2 separate regions of the Sus scrofa genome follow, and region 2 is linked to region 1. A link is a contact called in public targeted proximity ligation data. All regions are on one chromosome and are shown on one strand. The core of a region is the stretch at or near the end of the contact, and the rest is flanking DNA. Distances in the headings are between cores, read along the strand shown.

Region 1 (7,230 bases), core at 1,766-4,265:
TGCTCCAGCCCATATATTGGGGCACATAACAAAGTGTCAGCTTTTTTTTTTTTTTTTTTTTTTAGAAGAGCTTACTCTTTTATTTATCCTAAACTTGACTCTTGTCTAACTTTAGAAAGGAATTATTCTCTCATTGATCCAGCTATATTTTTGGAGTACCTACTATGTACTCCAAGCAATTTTAGAAGCTTGGAACACATAAGGACACAAAAGAAACAGCTCCAAGCCTTCCTGGAGTTTGTAGTCTAACAAGTAGAAGTATTTCCATGACCACCTCCTTGGCCCAAACCACCATCTCTCACCTGGACAAAAAGGAACTCCTACTATCCTCTCTGCTTCCACTCTGACTCCCTTTCCATCCAGGTTCCACACAGCAGCCAGAATGACATTTTTTTAAAATGTAAGTTAGGGAGTTCCCGTTGTGGTGCAGAGGAAACAAATCTGATTATCAACCATGAGAGTTTGGGTTCCATCCCTGGCCTCAATCAGTGGGTTAAGGACCAGGTGTAGGTCACAGACTCAGCTCAGATCCTAAGTTGCTATGGCTGTGGTGTAGGCCAGCAGCTGTAGCTCCAATTAGACCCCTAGCTTGGGAACCTCCGTATGTCACAACTGCAGCCCTAAAAGGCCACAAATTTAAAAATAAAAATAAAATGTAAGTTACATCATGCACGTTGCTCCCCAAGGCTGCAGCTTTGACGGGGCCTGAGGCAGGGATATTGAGTCTGATCAGCAAAAGGAAGTGGAACTGCTATGATGCTGGGCAAGACTATGCATGGAACTCGGGTATCCACTGGGCACTTCTTGGCACTCTGTGGCCTAAATGTGACATGAATGGCAAGCCCAGCCCAGCCCAGCCCAGCCAGTGAAGGGGGAGGGTATCAGGGCTCAGACCTCCTCAAGAAAAAGAGAGTGAGTTATACAACCAGGTGAGCCAACAGGACCAGCAGAGATGATAGTGGACTCATCGCCCGCAGAGAGGAAGAGCGGAATTTAGAGTAGATAACCGAGCAAGGAGACGACAAGTTACGGGTTGTAGCCCCAAGACCAACCGCAGCAACAGCCTGTGGTTATCCCACGAACCTCCCTTCTTGATGTCCCTTTATGAAAAGAACTCACTGGAACCCTGGTGAGCTACCCCAGCTTCTCCTCTCCCACCCCCAGTAGTGGATTTTTAAAGCAATTCATGTCACTTGCCTACGTAAACCACCCAAGCTTCACATCACTCTCAACATAAAAATCCCACCTCTTCTCCTTTATTATCTGACCCAGGCCCGACCCCCACATTACACCGTCTCAGTGCAGCCACATAGACCTCCTTTCTATTCTTCAAACACACTAACCTCTTTCCCATCTCAAGACATTTGCCCTGGAGTTCCCGTCGTGGCTCAGTGGTTAATGAATCAACTAGCATCCATGAGGACATGGGTTCGATCCCTGGCCTCGATCAGTGGGTTAAGGATCCGGCGTTGCCATAAGCTGTGGTGTAGGTCGCAGAAGTGGCTCGCATCCTGTGTTGCTGTGGCTGTGGTGTAGGCTGGCGGCTACAGCTCCAATTAGACCCCTAGCCTGGGAACCTCCATGTGCTGAGGGTGAGGCCCTAAAAACACACACACACACCAAAAAAAAAAAAAAGACCACCTTTGCCCTTCCTAGTCCTCCTGCCTGAAAAACATTCTAGTTCTCTTCCTTACAATCTTTTTTCAAATGTCAGCTCCTCTGAGAGCTCTTTATTGGCCACTCTGCCTCAAGAAGCAGCCCTTCTGATGGAACTGCTCCCTATCTTGTCCCTCCATTCGCTTCTCCCACAACAGTTCATGCAGTCTCATTATTTACTTCATGTTATTATCTCTCTCCCTGAGTATAATATTAGCCCCACAAGGGCATAGCCTTGATTTCTTCACTGTTATCTGCCCAGAGCTCTGCACACAACATAAACACAAAAATTGTTTGTGTAATAAATGAATAAAATGGTGCTGAACCCACCCACACCTCTGCCGTATTCATCCTCACCATTTAGTTCCACTGAAATAATATTAATATAGTTTGATGGCCTACGATAGTTTTTAAATAGCACATTCTTATTTGCTGTTAATATCTTTTGTACGCATTATTTATTTATTTTGATCTTAAAGAATTAACCCTGTGAGGAAAATAGGGCAGAGATGACCCCTCAATTAAGGATTAAAAACAAAAAAGCTGAAGCTGAGAGAACTAACCTGAGCTAGAAAGTGCCAAAATCTAAATCTAAAATCAGGTTTTGGGAAATGCAGTGATGTCTGACACCAACTTCCAATGTTAGGCCAGCGTTAGGCCAAACTTCACAGGTTATAGGCCTAGTCCTCCACAAAGCTGCCCTCACTTGAGAAACCAGTCACAAGTTCAGGAATCCTACTACTCCCTCAAGTTTGAGACTTTGCTAGAAATACTTACAGAACTCAGGAGAACACTATACTTACAATTAAAGTTTTATTACCACAAAAGGATATAAATCAGAACCAACCAAAAGAAGAGACAGATGGGGTGAAATATGGGAGAGGCCCAAACATGAAGCTTCTGGTCATCTCCTGTGGCGTCCTGGATGGCATTACCTCCTCCTGGCTACAATGTATGCCAGCACTCAAGAGTGTTGCCAAGCAGAGATGCTTACCTGGGTCTCTGGCGTCCAGAGTTTATACTGAGGCTCAGTCACACACTGCCCACATGGCACACAGGCCCTCTGGAGGTCACATCTGACACGGCATGTCCCAAAGCTCCCACCACAAAATTGCCAGACTAGCCAGTGCCCAAACGCCCTAGGCCGACAAAAACTCTCCTATCAGGTAGGACATTTTAGGGGGTCCAGGGATTGCCTCCCAGTAGCTAAAAGCAAAGACCAGACCTCTCTTTGGATAAAGTTAATTCTTCAATATGTAGGGGAGTCTTAGACTTCCTTTTTAAAAAAAAGAATTCTAAGTCTAGTGCTCTAAACACACTGTTCTGTTTCATCTTGAATCTCTAAGTCTGACTTATGCTTCCTCTTTTAGAGTCTGCTTCAGGTCACATGTTGCCCTGGAAAACCAAGAGGGACAAGCAGACTAACAACCAATTATGGCCCCGAGGAAGCAAGAGGACAAGAAGTAAGCAAAGTCTTTATTATCAAACAAGAAATATGCTGTTTACAAAGGAAATTATTACAAATTCTCTCCCTCTCTTTTTTTTACATGATGTTGTTGAAATAAGATCTAGCTAATGTATCTGTTAATAAGAAAAAGCCCAAAATAATGCTGGGCAATGACATCAAAGTAACATAATACTGTAATCTAGTTGACATTCTTTGATGATATACTACTACACTGCAGCCTGTAATTTCCTACAGATTAACATGCCAAGAAAATGCCAATTACTTATTGGAATGTAAAATTCAGATGGTTTTTACTAATGTCGGGGGGTGGGGGGCACTTACACACATGGGTATGTGTGGCTTCTCTCTCCCACTCTTCACAAAACTCAATTGTGACCATTAACTTTTGAGGAAAATTGTCATCATGCTGTCATTAAAAACCACTTATTGTCTCCAAACTGCAAATTATATTTTGTCTTTGATTGTAACCATTTGTTTATTTAACTTTCCCTCAACTAGATAGGGAGCAGTTTACAAAGGTACTCAATAAATGTTTTTTAATGAAAGTCTACACAAGGTTATCTAGTTTGAATTTTTAAAAAAGAAAATTACACAGCCCAATAAAAGTAATAACAATAATGAAAGTATAAAAAGGCATTGAAGTTGCTGACCGGAAAGCCAAGTTCCCGTTCTGGCTCTGCTTCTTATTTCTAGTTTGACCTAGGGCAGGTCTCAATTCCTAAGTCTATTTCCTCATCTGCAAAATGGAATTACTTAAAAATTTGCTGTACTCACCTCATAGCGTTATTGTCAAAATCAAATGAGTCCGTGGATTTTAAAGAATTTTGCGAACTGTAGGAGTTCCCACTGTGGCTTAGAGGGTTATGAACCCAACTAGCATCCATGAGGATGCGGGTTCGATCCCTGGCCTTGCTCATTGGTTTAAGGATCCGGCATTGCCGAGAGCTGTGATGTAGGTCTCAGACACAGCTCAGATCTGACGCTGCTGTGCTGTGGCGTAGGCCAGCAATAGTAACTCCGATTCAACTGCTAGCCTGAGAACTTCCATATGCCGAAGGTATGGCCCTGAAAAGGGGGGGGGAGTATTTTGCAAACTGTAAAATATCTTACTAATACTACTTTTTTTTTTCAATGAGAAATTATTTTTTAAAGTGACATGTGTTTTACTGGGATGTAAAATATGATTGGGGAAACAGACTCAAGAATTCCAAGCCCTAGATAGATGGAGAGTAGGGAAGCTACCTCTCACCTCATCAGTCCTGTAGTAGTCCAGAGGGCCCTCTTCCTGCTCTCTATTTATTATCTATGTGTCTTCTCTCAGTTTCTTTATATCAATCTCTCTAAGCCTCAGTTACACCATCTGTTACATGGGAATAAAACATGCCCCACTTACCCCAGATGGTTTGCTGGGAATTTCAAATTAAATCATTGTTGCTAAGGTCTCTTTGCCAGCCATAAAGTGCTATACAAATGTAAAGAAATCTAGAAGTATTTTCCTAAAGGTGATGAACCTTCTGGAATAATTTCAATTAAGCACAGAGCCTGAGGGTATGGGATGCTTACACTGGCAGGCACATCCCAGGAAAGAATGGAATGTGCTTCACTGTCTTGGGTTGGATTACATATTGCTTTGCAAACTCCATCCTGGCAAGGCCTTGCAAAAAAAAATAAAATGAAGCATTGGCCCTTTCACACCCGCTGGCTTATTAAATCTTCCCAACACCGCGCCAACCAGGAGTTATTATGCCCACTTTACTGATGGGAGAACTGAAGCTTGGAGAGGCTGAGACTTTCCCAAGATCATGCAACTGGGAAATGGCTGCGTCTGAAACTAACTCTTCCAACATCAAGAGGAGGAGAACAAAGTGTGCTTAAATAAAAAGAGGGAACTAGGAACTAGTGAGAGGTGGCTTTACAAAATGGCCCGATTCGCATTCCTCCCTAACACAACTTTCTATTCAAGCCATCAAACCTATTTTCTCTTTCACAAATACTTTATGTTTCTCACTATGGCTAGGAGGCCCAGAGAAACAACTGTGACAACAGGTAGACTTAGGATACATTAGGATGACAGCCATGGATGGGCAAGAGGGTGTTTCTACTGGAGAAGAGTATGGTTAGTGTTCACACCTGTGACAGCCTCCTCCCCTAAAAGATCTTTAAACAGTGAAGAAGTGACTAAGCCATTTTCAATTCATCCTTGTTAGAAATTCTTAAGTCACAGAGACTCAAAAGTCTCCATAAACACAACTCTCCCACCTCCATCCTTATATCTACGTTCACGCTAAGGCTTAGACAAGTCAAGAGTAGTTCCTCAGTCACAAAAATGCCAGGGGTCCATGTTTATGTATGACCCTTTTTTTACCATCTAGAATTATTTCTTCATTAATTCATGTCTCTTCTCCTATGTGAAATCTAATTCAAACACCAAAAATTAGAGACAGCCCCAATGCTCATCAGTTTGGACACCAATTTAAACACATTATAACACATTCATTCAATGGACTATTAAACAATCATTAAAAAAAAAAAAAAAATGAAGCTGGAAGTTCCCATGTGGTGCAGTGGGTTAAGGATCCAGCATTGCCATAGCTATGGCACAGGTTGCAACTGCAGCACAGGTTAGATCTCTGGCCCAGGAACTTCCACATGGCAAAAGAAAAAAAAAAAAAAAAAAAAGAATCAAGCAGATATGGCGAAACTGCCACAATGTAAAGTTAAGTGAATCAGTAAAGGGAGGAGCAGGGTTTATGGCATGCTCCCATTTTTATAAAAAGAACAATATTAAATATTTTAATAAAAAGAATTATTTTTTTTAGGTAAAAATATTAAAGGAGTTCTCTGGTGGCCTAGCAGTTAAGGATCCGGCATTGTCACTGCTATGGCATGGGTTCTGGCCCTGGAAATATTTTATGCCTCGGGTGCAGCCAAAAAAAAAAAATGTGTGTGTGTATATATATTTAATTTAAACTTACAGTGGTACCAAAAAACATCTAAAAGAATACTCAAGAACTGTTGGAGTTCCCGTCGTGGCGCAGTGGTTAACGAATCCGACTAGGAACCATGAGGTTGCGGGTTCGGTCCCTGCCCTTGCTCAGTGGGTTAACGATCCGGCCTTGCCGTGAGCTGCGGTGTAGGTTGCAGACGCGGCTCGGATCCCACGTTGCTGTGGCTCTGGCGTAGGCCGGCGGCTACAGCTCCGATTCAACCCCTAGCCTGGGAACCTCCATATGCCTCGGGAGCGGCCCAAGAAATAGCAACAACAACAAAAAGACAAAAAAAAAAAAAAAAAAAAAAAGAACTGTTAACTGTGGTTGGCTCTGGTTAAGGAGACATACTTTTCATTGTATATCTTCAGTACTGTTTGAATTTTGCCATGGCATGTATTACCCTTTCGAATAAAACGACTTTAAAAATGAACTCAAAATCTTTTTCCTTCAAAAGCTTTGTCCATCCTACTTCTGAACTAGCTCCTAAATCTGATCACCTCCCTCCCTCCCCCACCCTCCCACCCGGGCCCCCTCCTCTGCCCCAGACTAACTGCTAGGTTGCTTTGCACCTGCAGACAAAAATGTAAAGGAGGAAGGGGTTTTTTATTTTTTGTTTTTTTTTTTTTACATAATTATCTTAAAAGAATAGCACCTGGTTATGCAGAATATCTAGTTGAATTGAAAGCTATTGAAAGGCACATTACAGTCACACCCACTTGCAAGCCATATCTTGAATCACAGAGTTGTTTGAAGGTCAATTTTTAGCTGTTTGCCTTAACCGCCAAAATTGCTATTCACAGTTCTGCCCCTACAGGTTCAGGCCATCAACCCTTCTCTCTTCAACTAGTGCAACATTCTTCTAATTAGCCTCACTAATTCCACTGTTTCTTATTCTCCCTCTCCTATAATCCAACTTCACACAGCAATCAGAGTGATCTAAAATTTAAATCTGATAGTCATATTCCCATTGCCCTTGAGTTAAAGTCTATTTTAACAGTTTACAAGTCCCTCTAGCTCTGGGTTCTTCAGCCTCATCCTCACCCTCCCCACTCCCCTTACTAGATGCCTCAGGGCCTGGCTCCCTGCTCTAAACCTCAGCCATGTTGCATGTGCACT
Region 2 (7,230 bases), core at 2,905-5,404, 75 kb before region 1:
TTTTGATTTCTCCTTCAAATCTGAATGAGAGCCTTTCTGGGTAAAGTAATCTTGGTTGGAGGTTTTTTCCTTTCATCATGTGAAGTATATCATGCCACTCCCTTCTGGCCTGCAGAGTTTCTGCTGAAAAATCTGCTGATAACCTTATTGGGGTTCCCTTGTACGTTATTTGTTTTTTTTTCTCTAGCTGCTTTCAAGATTTTCTCTTTGTCTTTAATTTTGGTTAGTTTGATTAATATGTCTCAGTGTATTCCTCCTTGGGTTTATTTTATATGATACTCGTTGTGCTTCCTGGATTTGAGTGGGTGGTTCCTTTCCCATGTTAGGGAAGTTTTTGGCTATTATCTCTTGGAATATTTTTTCTGTCCGCTTCTCTCTCTCTTCTCCTTCTGGCACCCCTATAATACGGATGTTGCATTTCACATTGTCCCAGAGTTCTCTGAGACTCTTCATTTGTTTTCAATCTTTTTTCTCTTTTCTGTTCTGCATCCGTAATTTCCACTAATCTGTCCTCCACCTTGCTTATTCATTCTTCTACCTCCTGTATTCTGCTTTTAGCTGCCTCTGGTGAATTTTTTATTTCAGTTATTGTATTTTGCATCTCTTCTTGTTGAAGTTTTATATCTTGTATCTCTTTGGTCAGTGTTTCCTGGAAGTTATCCATCTTTGCCTCCAGTTTCTTTCCAATGTCTTGCATCTTCTTCAGCATCAACAGTCTAAAGTCTTTTTCCTGGAGGCTGAGAATCTCCTCCTCGCTTAGCTGATTTTCTGGGGTTTTTCCTTTCTCCCTCATCTGAGTTATAGTTCTCTGTCTTTTCATTTTTATAGGTTTTTGGTGTGGTGACCTTTTTACAGATAATAGAGTTGTAGCCTCTCTTACTTCTGGTGTCTACCCCCCTTGTGGCTGAAGTCTGTATGGGGGCTTGCTGTAGGCTTTCTGTTGGGAGGGGCTGATGCCTGCCCACTGGTATGTGGAGCTGATTCTAATCCCTCTGGTGGGTGGGGCTTAGTCTCTGGATGGGATTAGAGGCAGCTGTGTGCCTGAGGGGTCTTTAGGTAGCCTGTTTACTGAGGGGCGCTGTGATCCCACCTGGATTGTTGTTTGCCCTGGGGCTTCCCAGCACTGACTGATGGGTGGGGCCAGATTTTCCCAAAATGGCCACCTCCAGAGAAAGGCAGCTGCTGAATATTCCCTAGAGCTTTGCCTTCAATGTCCCGCCCTCACAACAAGCCACGTTTGCCCCTGTTTTCCCAGGATGTCCTCCAAGAACTGCAGTCAGGTTTGACCCAGATTCCTATGGAGACCTCGCTCTGCCCTGGGATCCAGTGCACGTGAAAGTCCATGTGCACCTTTTAAGAATGGGGTCTCCGTTTCCCCCAGTCCTGTGGAGCTCTTGCGCACAAGCCCCACTGGCATTCAATGCCAGATGCTCCAGGGGCTCTTTCTCCCAGTGCCAGATCCCCGCACATGAGAGTTTGATGTGGGGCTCAGAACTCTCACTCCTGTAGGTGAGTCTATCTCTCTGAACCAGTTAGTTTGCAGTCTGTGGAGCTTCCCACCTGGGAGGTATGGGGTTGTTTATACCAGGAAATTGCCCCTCCTACCTCTTGATGTGGCCTCCTCTTTTTCTTCTGGAGTAGGGTATCTTTTTTAAGGTTTCCGGTCCATTTGGGTGGGGATTGCTCAGCTTTTAGTTGTGAATTTTGTTGTTTTTAGGAGAGAAGTTGAGCTCCAGTCCTTCTATTCCCCGTCTTAATCCTCTCTCCTGGCCAACTGATTTTAAACAACACTACTAACAGCTTAAAGTTGGCTTGTGGGCCTAACATAGTATTCCTTTGAAAACTTTTTATTTTTCTCAATAAAATTAATTTTCTTCTCTTTAAATAAAAACAGAATTGTATCCTGTGACTCAATTTAAATTTCCTTTTGTTTCTTTATCATTTTATTTTTCCCTTTGAAACAATAGAACCAAACAATCACTAGCCAATTTTAGTATCTTTATTTGTATCTCTCTACCATCTGGAAAGCAGTTAGAAAAGGTTACTGTAATTCCTTGCCTGAAGTCTTATTTTTTTGTTTACTTTTAAAGAAAAATAGATACTTTAAAATATGAATCCCATTTGTGATCCACTTTTATATTTTTAAAAATTATCTTTTGAAAGTTTTCTTGCTTGTGATGTCAGGGTGGTTACAATGAACAGTTGATTTGGACTCTCCCACCATAAAGGGTTTCTTTGGCAACATGATTTAAATAGTCTATAAAGAGAACTTTTGTTTAATAATGAGTAGATGCCAGGGGCCTGACCCCTAGATGGGTTATAGCATTCCTTGGCTTGACCTTAGATGATAATACGTCATGAAGCAATGAATTGGTTTTTGAGTAAAGATGAGGTTTCCTTTACTGAATATTAACTGTATCATGGTGAGAGAAAAAAAGCTCACATATTGCTAAAAAGAAACCAATAAATTGCTGCCACTTCCAACCAGTTATTCTACAGGCTAACAAAAATTTGACTTAGAAGGATTTCACTAAACCCAAACTGTAGTGAAACTGTCATTGAAATATGTGCATAGCGCTGGAAAAAAACTCTTTTGATTAGTAAGATATTTTTCCTGTGCCATAAAGAGAAAAATCTTTAGAAAGTAAACAGTTTCTCCCCCTTTTATTGTCATATCATAGCTCTTCATTTGAAAGGAAGATATAGTCTATTTTATATCTCTCTTTCCTGACCTTGGGTAAAAGATCTCAAATCATCCCACTAATAACACATAGTAAGGACAATAAATACTTGTTAGAAAAATGAAGATAAAGAGGTCTGTTTGAAGCAGTATAAGACAGTGGCTAAGAGCTTGAATCTTGGCTGGCTTGGCTTTGAAAAGGATTCTTAACTACTCCAAGTCTTACTTAGTCTTTTGTCTGAAAAAATGGGGGGAAATATCAGTACTTGCCACAAAGATATTTGTGACGGTGCAATGAGCTTATACATGTAAAGCACTTAATATGGTAAATGGTACTTGTTAATATTTAACTATCATTATTTTTTCATTTTTTAAAGTTTTATTGAAGTATAGTTCATTTACAATGTTGTGATAATTTCTGATGTGCACAATGTGATTCAGTTATATGTATACATATATCTGTTCTTTTTCAGGTTCTTTCCCCATACAGGTTATCATAGAATATTGAGTAAAATTCTCTGCACTATACATCAGGTCCCTGTTGACCATCCATCCATTCTGATACAATAGTGTGCATATGTGCCAGTCCCAGACCCCCAATCCATCCCTTTCTCCCACCTTTCCTCTTTGGTAACCTTAAGTTTGTTTTTGAAGTCTGTAAGCCTTTTTCTGTTTTGTAAGTAAGTTCATTTGTATCATTTTTTTTAGTTTCCACATATAAGTGACATCATGTAATATTTTTCTTTCTCTGTCTGACTTCATTTAATATGATAATCTCTAGGTCCATTCATGTTGCTGAAAATGGCATTATTTCATGCTTTTTTATGGTTGAGTTATATTCCATTGTATATTTGTACCACATCTTTTTTTTTTTTTTTTTTTTTGTACCACATCTTCTTTATCCATTAATATTTTAGGCTGCTTCCATGTCTTGGTTATTGTAAATCATTCTGCAGTGAACACTGAGGTTCATGTCTCTTTTCAGCCTTTGGTTTTCTCCAGATATATGCCCAGGAATGGGATTGCTGGGTTTTTTTTTGAAGAAACTCCATCCTGTTTTCCATAGTAGTTGTACCAATTTACATTCCCACCAATAGTGTAGGAGGGTTGACTCTTTTTAATATTATTATTTGATAGTACATTCCTTCTCTCTCTCTCTCTCTCTCTCTCTCTCTCTTTTTTTTTTTTTTTTTTTTTTTGCCACACCTGAGGCATGTGGAAGTTCCCAGGCCAGGGTTTAACCTGCTATGCCACCAGGGAACTCCTAGGACTTTTTTTTTTTTTGCTTTTTAGGGCTGCACCCCGCGGCACGTGGAGGTGCCCAGGCTCAGAGTCGAATCAGAGCTACAGCCACAGCAACTCAGGAACTGAGCCGAGTCTGCAAACTACACCACAGCTCACAGCAACGCCAGATCCAGACACTTAACCCACTGAGTGAGGCCAGGGATCAAACCTGCAGCCTCATGGTTCCTAGTCAGATTTGTTTCCATTGCGCCACAATGGGAACTCCCACAGACAGTAATTCTTAAAGCTACAAAACCAGCTACTTCTTACAGGAAACATTTCTGTAGGATTTTCATCTTTTTTTCTTAACATGTTGGTAAAATTTCCTCTTTAAAGAGGAAATTTGCCCCCAATCTCTTCTAAATATTAACTTGCTAGAAAAATTACATATCAACCAATATGCCTTCTATATTGTTCCCATATTTACAAATCTCATAGAGCTAAAATGTGTTAAGGAAACATACTTTATAGCAGAAAGGGCGTACTTGTTTTATCCTTCTTTGCCCCAATGGCTATGAAGGCACTGGGGACAGGAACTCTCTAAATCATCTCTCTAACTTCCCCAGTGCCTGGCATAGTGCCCTCTGCTTAGAGAGTGATCAAAAAGTATTTGCTAGCTCTAATTAATTTGTTCTGCTGCATAATAAATATATATCTATGCTATAGGGAAGTCCCTTAATGTGAGGATTGACAAAACCTAAACATGATGTTGTCTAGCTTTGCCATCAGTACCTGCCCTCCTAAAATCATAAATATTCAATTTAGAGATTATATTATTCATATCTCTGTAAGCCATGTGGAAACGTTGTTACATAGATGCTTCTTAGAGATTAAGCCCAATCTTCCTATGTCAAATTTTACCAACTTGCCTCCATTTCACTGGTCAATCACTAACACTGAAAGAAGGCAGTAGTTTTACAAGTCAGCTGGTAGTTCTCTTGTGTCCTATATTGATTGAAGTGGTGGAAATAGTATGTGTTCCTTATTTCAGCAAGGAAATTGCAGCCTTTCCTCCATGAGACCCTGGACCATCTCAATCAAAGGAAAGAAAAGAGTAAATATCCATGGTTAAATTCATTTTTGTCCTAAAGCAATTACAGTGAGAATTTATTTTCTTTTTTTATCATTTATTTATGTATATTTTTTCTACTCTACAGCATGGTGACCCAGTTACACATGCATGTATACATTCTTTTTTCTCCCATTAAGTGTTCCATCACAAGTGACTAGACAGAGTTCCCAGTGCTACACAGCAGGATCCTATTGCTAATCCATCCTGAAGGCAACATTCTGCATCTATTTACCCCAAGCTCCCAGTCCCTCCCATTCCCTCTCCTCCCCCCTTGGCAACCACAAGTCTATTCTCCACGTTCATGATTTTCTTTTCTGTGGAAAGTTTCCTTTGTGCCATATATTAGATTCCAGATATAAGTGATATTGTATGGTATTAGTCTTTCTGTTTCTGACTTACTTCACTCAGGATGAGAGTCTCTAGTTCCATCCATGTTGCTGCAAATGGCATTAGTTCATTCTTTTTTATGGCTGAGTAGTATTCCATTGTGTATGTATACCACATCTTCCTAATCCAATCATCTATCAGTGGACATTTGGGTTGATTCCATATCTTGGCTATTGTGAATAGTGCTGCAATGAACATGAGGGTGCATGTGTCTTTTTTAAGTAGAGTTTTGTCCGGATAGATGCCCAAGAGTGGGATTGCTGGGTCTTATGGTAGTTCTATGTATAGATTTCTAAGATACCTCCATACTGTTCTCCATAGTGGTTGTACCAACTTACATTCCCACCACCAGTGCAGGAGGGTTCCCTTTTCTCCACACCCCTTCCAGCATTTGTTATTTGTGGACTTATTAATGATGGCCATTCTGACTGTTGTGAGGTGGTATCTCATGGTAATTTTGATTTGCATTTCTCTAATAATCAGTGATGTTGAGCATTGTTTCAACTGCTTGTTGGCCATCTGTATATCTTCTTTGGAGAAATGTCTATTCAGGTCCTTTGCCCATTTTTCCACTGGGTTGTTAGCTTTTTTGCTGTTGAGTTGTATAAGTTGTTTGTATATTTTAGAGATTAAGCCCTTGTCAGTGGCATCATTTGAAACTATTTTCTCCCATTCTGTAAGTTGTCTTTGTTTTCTTTTTGGTTTCCTTTGCTGTGCAAAAGCTTGTCAGTTTGATTAGGTCCCTTCTTATCTTAAGCAAGAGGCATTTAATTTTTGTTATTGAAACAGTTGCTAAACCTATGACCTGTACATTGCCATAGTAGTAATCTTAGTCATATGTATCTTAGGTGTATCACTGCCATTCAGTAATGGTTATAGCCAAGATATTACACATCAACCACGTGAAGAGAGGATAAATATCAGTTCTGTTTTTCTTCAGAATGTAAAGAGGCTCCTGCAGAACCCCAAAGTGACAGAGTTTGATGCTGCCCGCCTGGTAATGCTTTATGCTCTACATTATGAGCGACACAGCAGCAATAGCCTACCAGGATTAATGATGGACCTCAGGAATAAAGGTGTTTCTGAGAAGTATCGAAAGGTAACCAGATATGTATATTAATCCCATCAAATGGGAACCAACACTGTTCTTACATACTTAGCTCTGACAAATGATGTCATACTATCTTTATTCACAGAAATATATAATTCTGTATTCTCATGTCTTCATTTATTTAATAAAGTTATTTTCTTCCTGTCATCCAAGCACTAAGAGTTTGTTTCTCTCTCTTTTTTAAAGCTTGTGTCTGCAGTTGTTGAATATGGTGGTAAACGGGTCAGAGGAAGCGACCTCTTCAGCCCCAAAGATGCTGTGGCTATTACCAAACAGTTCCTCAAAGGATTGAAGGTATGACATCTCTATGCTTTCCTAAAGGAAAGACAGTCGAAGCCCCTAAGGCTGAGAGTGAATGAATATGATCTTCAGAGTAACTTCAGGATCGCTGCTGGTTTAGTACTATGTCAATTAAATGAAATTAAAGCGGACATCCTCTGGAAAGTTTTTTCTTTAAATACTTCCTGTATTAGAGCAGCATCAGCATCAGCCCACATATCTGAGAAGGGAATTACGAGATATTTCCAGAAAATAATCAAGAGTAAAATGGCAGACAGTTCTGTTAGTTGTAGCTATTTTACTCCATTTGTTTACAATTTAAAATTTGTAAGGTGGTTTTTCTTTGAAGGAAATTAAAGATGAAGCAAACAATTGTAGATCTTTTTAAAACACTCACCTGTTGTCTTAAAATGGTCA

What was found.
Region 2: a targeted proximity ligation map of alveolar macrophages shows a contact between it and region 1. A contact is called at or near these places in 3 of 47 Hi-C or Micro-C datasets (adipocytes, psoas muscle and retroperitoneal adipose tissue) and 1 of 2 datasets of targeted methods (alveolar macrophages).

Annotation. Positions count from the first base shown.
Region 1 is chr4:98,906,261-98,913,490 of Sscrofa11.1, reverse strand. No RefSeq gene overlaps it. Among named protein-coding and RNA genes, the nearest start is that of PLEKHO1, 25 kb to the left of the region's middle.
Region 2 is chr4:98,982,690-98,989,919 of Sscrofa11.1, reverse strand. VPS45 (vacuolar protein sorting 45 homolog) reads left to right here. Exons shown (of 15, transcript NM_001244994.1): 11 at 6,364-6,522; 12 at 6,721-6,828. Among named protein-coding and RNA genes, the nearest start is that of VPS45, 24 kb to the left of the region's middle.